Linked DNA regions of Pan troglodytes: region 2 is linked to region 1. Evidence: chromatin contacts called from public capture Hi-C data. All regions are on one chromosome and are shown on one strand. The core of a region is the stretch at or near the end of the contact, and the rest is flanking DNA. Distances in the headings are between cores, read along the strand shown.

Region 1 (3,113 bases), core at 446-2,945:
CTGCCCAGCCTCGGGCGGCTGCTGCCCACTCACACCCCCAGGTCTGAGCTGCTCCAGGGCCACGGCTGCACATGCATGATCTCTGCCCACAGGTCGGGGGTGGGGGAAGCCAACCCCCAACAGTCTCCAGGTCAACTCCTCATCAGCGTGCGTGCTGAGATATTTCAGAAAGTCTGTCCCCACAGGCACTAGAGGGGGCTGAGGGAGCTCCTAAGTGCCCACAAGCCCCGCCGCTCCTCTCATTCATGCAACTTCTGGAGCCCCTGTGGGGCCGTGGCGAGGGGCAAGTTCTGCGACCTTGCAGCATAAACCAGTCAGGAGGGAGCACACATCTTCATGCAGCTGAGGGACACAGGCACACAGCGAGAGCTCCGGGAGGGAAGCAGCAGCGGCGGCTGTTCACCGGGACCCAGCACATGCAACACAAGCAGCACAGAACACGGCAGGGGGAGAAAAGAGACTTTTACTTGTTTTCCCCCAGCAGTCCCGGAATAAGCAAACCATGGCCACCGGCCCTTTGTGCTCAGAGGCTCAAGGCAGCAACGGGCTGAGTGGGGCACATGGGCCGGGGCTCGGGGGTCGGGCTCAGGTGTGGCTCTGCTGGGACGGCAGCATCGCATTCCGCCGGGCTGCGCGGCCAGTGGGCCAGGAGCCCGATCCACAGCTAGACTCTGGCAGCTGGCGAGCAGGGCGTCTCCTGGGCCAGCACGCCGTCTGAAGTGTTGCCTTCTTGGGCCGGGCTGGTTTTCAGGGGCTGGGCATTCATTTTCCTCTTCTGATAACAGCTGTTCCAGTGACTCACCTGCCTGCTCAGGTAGAAAGCAGGCAGGCAAATTCAGTTCTTGGGTAAAGAAGACAAAACCCAACCAGATAAAAGAGAGAAAAAGGAAGTGGTCCTCTGTCAGCTGAGCTGTGGCGGCTTAAGTCTATTCACGTCCTGCGCTGTTCTCTCTTCGGCTGAGTGATAAAGACAGCCACAGTCGTCCCAGGGTCTCCGGATCTTGGCGTTCTCCTCTAAGGATGAGCAGGGAAGGGAGGACATCTATTTGCTCCTCGATCAGGATGGGGATTTTGGTGGTGCAGGGAGGACAAAAGTTCAGCCCTTTCTGGCAGACCTTGGATGTTCTGAGCTGGATGCCTGAACCCCAACCTACTTCTCTGATTCTTGTGGGCAAGAACAGATGAAAGAAGGAAAAAAGTGAAAAGGAGGAAAAAGAGGTACAAGGAAGGAAAAGGAAGAACCAACTATAAACACATCACCTCCAGTGAACTCCTGACACGGTGAAAGTCATTCTGCCGTTCCCAGGTACTTTCTGCCCCTTGGGGCAGGACAATGCCAACTTCCTTGGTTATCTACAAGACCCTGGTGACCAACTCTGCCAGCCTCCACTCCCTCTCCTCTGTCTCCTGCAGAACAGATGATGGTCAGGGACCCGGCGGCCTTCTGGATGCACGCTGCCGCAGCGCTCCAAGATGCCGAGTCTGGGGGATACTTGAGCTCCCCTGCCCTTGAATGGGGAAGTCTGCTCCAGGAGCCTACGTGGCAGGTTCTTCTATGCCCATGAAGTCAAGTGTCCCCGGGTGCTGATTCATTCTTGCTTGTAATCCCCCAGCCGGGCAGCTGTGGTCCTGCCTGCTGCCGGTGGATGTGCGCGCTGACAGAGCCGCAGCAGAATGCTTTGTCTAAAGGCTCCTGGGCTCCACGCTGCCTGCTGCTGGCTCCACAGTCCTTGCTCACTCTCGTAATGTCTGGCCCTCCCCTTCCTCCCCTCCTCACCCTCCCCCTTCCAAGCTCAGGAAAATACATCAGGGATCGGACATCACATCGGAGCAGAAGCAACTGCTGCTGTGGCTGCTGAGGGAGAAGGAGACAGCAGCACTAGCATCAGAGCGAAATGACAGATTTCCCAATAGCCGATGTTGGCTGCACAAATGCATATGAAGGGCGGAGATATGAAACTTTACCTCTAGCTCCAGGGGCTGGAAACAGCTTGTCAGGAAGAATAGAGAGGGACTGCTCCTAGAGCTTTGTTCGACAGTTTCCAGGACAGCCAGGAGAGGACACAGGAATGACCAGACCCAAAGGGCATAGCCCACAGGTAAGTGACCCCCCTACTTGCCACTTTACGAATGACTGTGCTTCTTATAAAAACAGGCAATGAAATAAGGCCGTTACACTTGATGTTCCTTAGGTGAGTATACCAAACAAATTGGGGACGGACTTCTCTTGGGGCCTGTTAGAGCCCAGGGGAAGTGCCCCACCCCAGAGCAGGCCACTCACACTCTGGGGGAGGACAGCGATGGCCAAGGGCAAGGGGGAAACCAGGGCCAAATCCCAAGTACAGATGGAGACAGGCCAAAAAGATAAAACAGGTACAGGGACAGAAGTCCAGGGCTTCTAAATATGCCCTGGACACATTACCCTCTAAATATGCTGGGAGATACTGGTATCCCAATAGGCTGTAGATGAGCCCTGGAAAAGAGAGGGTTCTCATCAGGCCCCAGAAGGATCCTGCTTGACCAGCTACTCAATACCTAACATGGCTGGCTTTATCAGAAGACAGCCAAGCAAGTTCCCTTCTGCTTGACGGAGAAGGCCTTTGTTGACAGAGCCAGAGTGGCCTGGGCCAGTGGGAAGGCATACCCTCCTGGACTCCTGAGAATGGGAGTTGGCACAGGGATGAGTTAGCTGTAAACACTTCTGTTGGCGATTCAGCTAACTAGCTCCAGTGGTGGCAGCCCAGGGGCCTGTGGCCCTAAAAACAGAACTGAGACTCCAATGCTGTGGTCGTGCCCTTCGGCTGGGGGGTGCGGGCGCCTCTGCAAAACCAGTGGTGCTGGGCAATCCCACACTTGGTGCAGGGCTGCCTGCTGGAGGGCCTGCTCCTCCTCTACCCAGGCTAACCCCAGAGCCCAGATCTTTTCTCCCTGATCCTGACGCCCAACCCAAGGACAATCTGAACCCTGATACTGACCAGTCAAAATAAACAGTGATTCCATTTTGGTCCAAGTTGAAGACGGTACTCCCTGAGATCCTGGGGAAAGCCCCCTCCTGACCCATCAGACAGGGTTCATGGGCAGGCCTGAGCCCATCCTCTCCACGCTTCAGCACC
Region 2 (3,113 bases), core at 246-2,745, 160 kb before region 1:
TACCCACATCTGTGCATATGTGCTCTACCTCCAGATCAAAATAGCAACCAGGGAGATTGGCAGAGCCTGGAGTACCAGGCTGTCTTCCCAGTTTGGGACTGGCTGAGGCACTGTGACTTCAGTGAGAGTCTGGGCCCATCCTCAGTCTAGAAAAAGCTTATGCAAGGATGAGGGTAGCCTAGAGAAAGTCCAGAAAACCACACAAATGACCACCTGTTGATTCCAAGGCGGAGACAGAGCACTTTCTCCTTTTAAAAACAGTATCCTCTCCTCTCACTCAAGCTTAGCCTGCTCAACTGAACAGCCAGGAAAAGCTGCTGGTGTTTGGTGATTTGAAGGGAAGGGGGTCTGAACCTCAGAAGCTTGTCACTTACTGGGGACCCTGATGAGTTTCTCTCTGTTGTCCTGCCTTATCCCTAATCTAGCTCCCTGATCATTTGAATGTAACCCTAATTGGACAAGAATTTTCTCCCTTTCAGTATGGACAAAATCAACAACCATGAATCAGAGACTTTTAGAGGATGGGTAGTGAAGTGGGGGAAGAACAGAACATTGTAGAGTGAGGGGCAGAGAGGCAGGCAGTGGGCATGGGTAGGTTCTGGTTTTGTGATTAGTAATATTATCTCTTTAATTGAAAAAAATAAACTCATTTCAGATTTGTATAATTTCACTAAGTGTACAGTTTTTTCATGCAGGTTGGTTCACGTGGTCTTCAAACTGTCCTCTCTCATTGAATAGATGAGGAAACTGAAGCCCAGTGAGGATACCTCAGGAAAGAGCAAATAGCTAGTGTAAAGCCAGGATCCAGGTCTTCAAACTCCCAGTCCAGTGCTCTCTAACTACCCACTGTGTTCTCTAAGCACTTGAGGGAGGAATCCATGCCTTAGTCATTATTGTACCTCCCCCAACTCCACCTCAGCACTTAGTTCAGCATGAAGCATGCATCCAGTATATAACCGTGGAGCGGAAGGAGCTGAAATGTACATGATCCAGGGAGGAAATCAGCAGTGGGAATGCAGATGCTCTGAGGCTTTGGGCATGGGAGCAGCAGAAGAGAGCAAGGCTGAGTAGTGGGCAGGGAGGGTACAGACACAGTTGCAATAAGGAAAGGGTGGGCAGTGCAACAGTGGGCAGGTGTTGCCTGCCCTTGGATTCACTATGCTGGGGCCAAGCAGCTGGTTAGAAACAAAAACAAACACCAGGGATACAGGTTCCTGCTGTTAACAGCTTCAAACCGCCAGAGGAAAACTCCAAATAAATATAATTAGAAACTTGTAAAAACGTCCTCTCTGTAAACCTGCTCCCCAGGGTCTACCCTTCAAGCACTCCCCTTCCCCAGCCCTCCCCCCAATGCCCACATATCCTGATACTCCCCCCTTTCAGAGGGATTCCTTAGATGTGTTTCCTTATCCTGGATCTTCCCTCCAGCCCTGCAGCCCCTGCCCAGGTCTTTCCTCAGCTTGTTACCACCAGTGACCAGACCTGAAGAGCCCCTGGTGTAGGCTCAGAAATCCAAACCCCACAGCTCTCTAGGGCTATGGTTATAACCACAGGGAAAACCAGAGGTAAGAGCAAGGACCACTGTGCCCTATATAGGGGTCATCATCCCATTTGTTCAGCCAAAGCACAGCATCTAACAGCAACTACAAAGCAGTGCTTGATCTGCAGGGGGACATGTCTAGGCTAGGGCAGAATACAGACAGCTAGTCTCAGAGCTAGAACCACGGAATCCTGGGGCCCAGATCCAAGAATATTCAGTTCCCATAACACGGATATTTCAGCTCCACTTCCCAACTTTGTTGGATACACACATATAGAAACACACATGTGTTCTTCAGGGGCTATTTCCAGGGATAAATACCCACTTCATGGACACAGTAAGAACTATCAGCTACTTGGGGTTCCAGGAAACTGGGGTGGGGGAAGAAAGGAAGAGTATCCAGATGACCTAGCCTCAGGCAGGCAGAAGTGGACCAGCATCCAAGGAGGAGAGCGCCTGAGATTTGGGTGAGTAACCTGTGGAGGCCCGGCGCCTTCTGCCTTCAGCAGGAAGGATTTCAGTGAGATGTGCAGAATCTCAGGGCTGCAGGGAACCCTACTGATATTTTACAAGTGAGAAGAGGGATTTCAGTGATTTCCTCCGAGGCTCAAATCCTTAGGCTCTGCATTTGTCTAAACCCACTGGCACCATATACCTCTATATCCCCGGTGCCACTTGAGGCTGGCATTGGGTGGGCATGGGAACAGGAGAGTAGCCAGTCCAATGTTAAGTGGCAGGTGGGGGAGGGGAGTCTCTGTCCCCTCTTAGCCCAGGTGACTAGCTCCTGTACCCCCCAGACATCCCTGGGTTGGCCGTTGTTTCGCTTCTATACCCAAGGCCCAGCAGTCCTTCTGTTTCCAGACTCCAGTCTTCTGAGCCTGAAGAAGCTGTCCCCAGGTCTGGGCCTCTTGCAGGCACTGCCAGCCTCAGAGCAGCTCTGCAGTTTCCAGCCCTGACAGGGACTCTTTCTTATAAGTGGTCATGTGCTAGGGATACGGGATGTCAAAGGAGGCCCACACCCTGACATTTGGGGACCAGAGCTGGGGGAAAGGACTGAGTGAGTTCAGGCAGCAAGCTCTTCCAGCTCCATCTTCTCAAAAGGTCTGAAGCCCTTCGTTCCCTTCCCCTGTCCTCAGTTCAAGGCACTGGACCAAGCCATTCCACTTCTTTACTTCTCCAACTAAAACAAAATGCACATTGCCCCACTTCCTTTTTCCTCTCACCAGAGCACTACACACACACACACACCCTGAGTCATGCACACACATTCACACGTGTGTGAATGCACACTTCACATTCCCAAACTCACACCCAGGGCCGGCTCCTCTTACAACAGGTCCCAGCTGCTCACATCTCAAACCGGTTCTCATGCTCTCAGATTCCTGAAGGTTTCAAAAAACAATCTCATTTGAGGGCTGCTGATGACTGTCTTCTTTCTCTGCCTGCAGTAATTCTGGCCTTAGTGTCTTCTAGTCCCCTTTCTCTTATTCCACCCTGCAGAGACTCAAAGAGATGAGAAGGAAGGGGTTGAAAACAGGGAAAAGTCTCTGTACTCTCCCACCCCGAGGCTTTC

The links. Capture Hi-C pulls out chosen DNA fragments and counts their contacts.
Region 2: a capture Hi-C map of stem cell-derived neural stem cells shows a contact between it and region 1, with 2.2 times the contacts expected there. The contact joins two enhancer-like sites. A contact is called at or near these places in 1 of 1 datasets of contacts at active chromatin or transcription factors (stem cell-derived excitatory neurons) and 1 of 1 other capture datasets (stem cell-derived neural stem cells).

Annotation. Positions count from the first base shown.
Region 1 is chr5:40,930,928-40,934,040 of NHGRI_mPanTro3-v2.0_pri, reverse strand. All of the region lies in intron 12 of ANKS1A (ankyrin repeat and sterile alpha motif domain containing 1A), which reads right to left. Among named protein-coding and RNA genes, the nearest start is that of TCP11, 84 kb to the left of the region's middle. Within about 2 kb of position 1,695, at least 4 of the 24 cell types and tissues checked have an H3K27ac peak or open chromatin away from gene starts, as enhancers often do. A contact at or near this core is called in stem cell-derived neural stem cells, where this site is marked.
Region 2 is chr5:41,092,568-41,095,680 of NHGRI_mPanTro3-v2.0_pri, reverse strand. The region is part of intron 1 of SCUBE3 (signal peptide, CUB domain and EGF like domain containing 3); the gene reads right to left. All of the region lies in intron 2 of LOC129144244 (a long non-coding RNA gene), which reads left to right. Among named protein-coding and RNA genes, the nearest start is that of SCUBE3, 5.5 kb to the right of the region's middle. Within about 2 kb of position 1,495, at least 1 of the 24 cell types and tissues checked has an H3K27ac peak or open chromatin away from gene starts, as enhancers often do. A contact at or near this core is called in stem cell-derived neural stem cells, where this site is marked.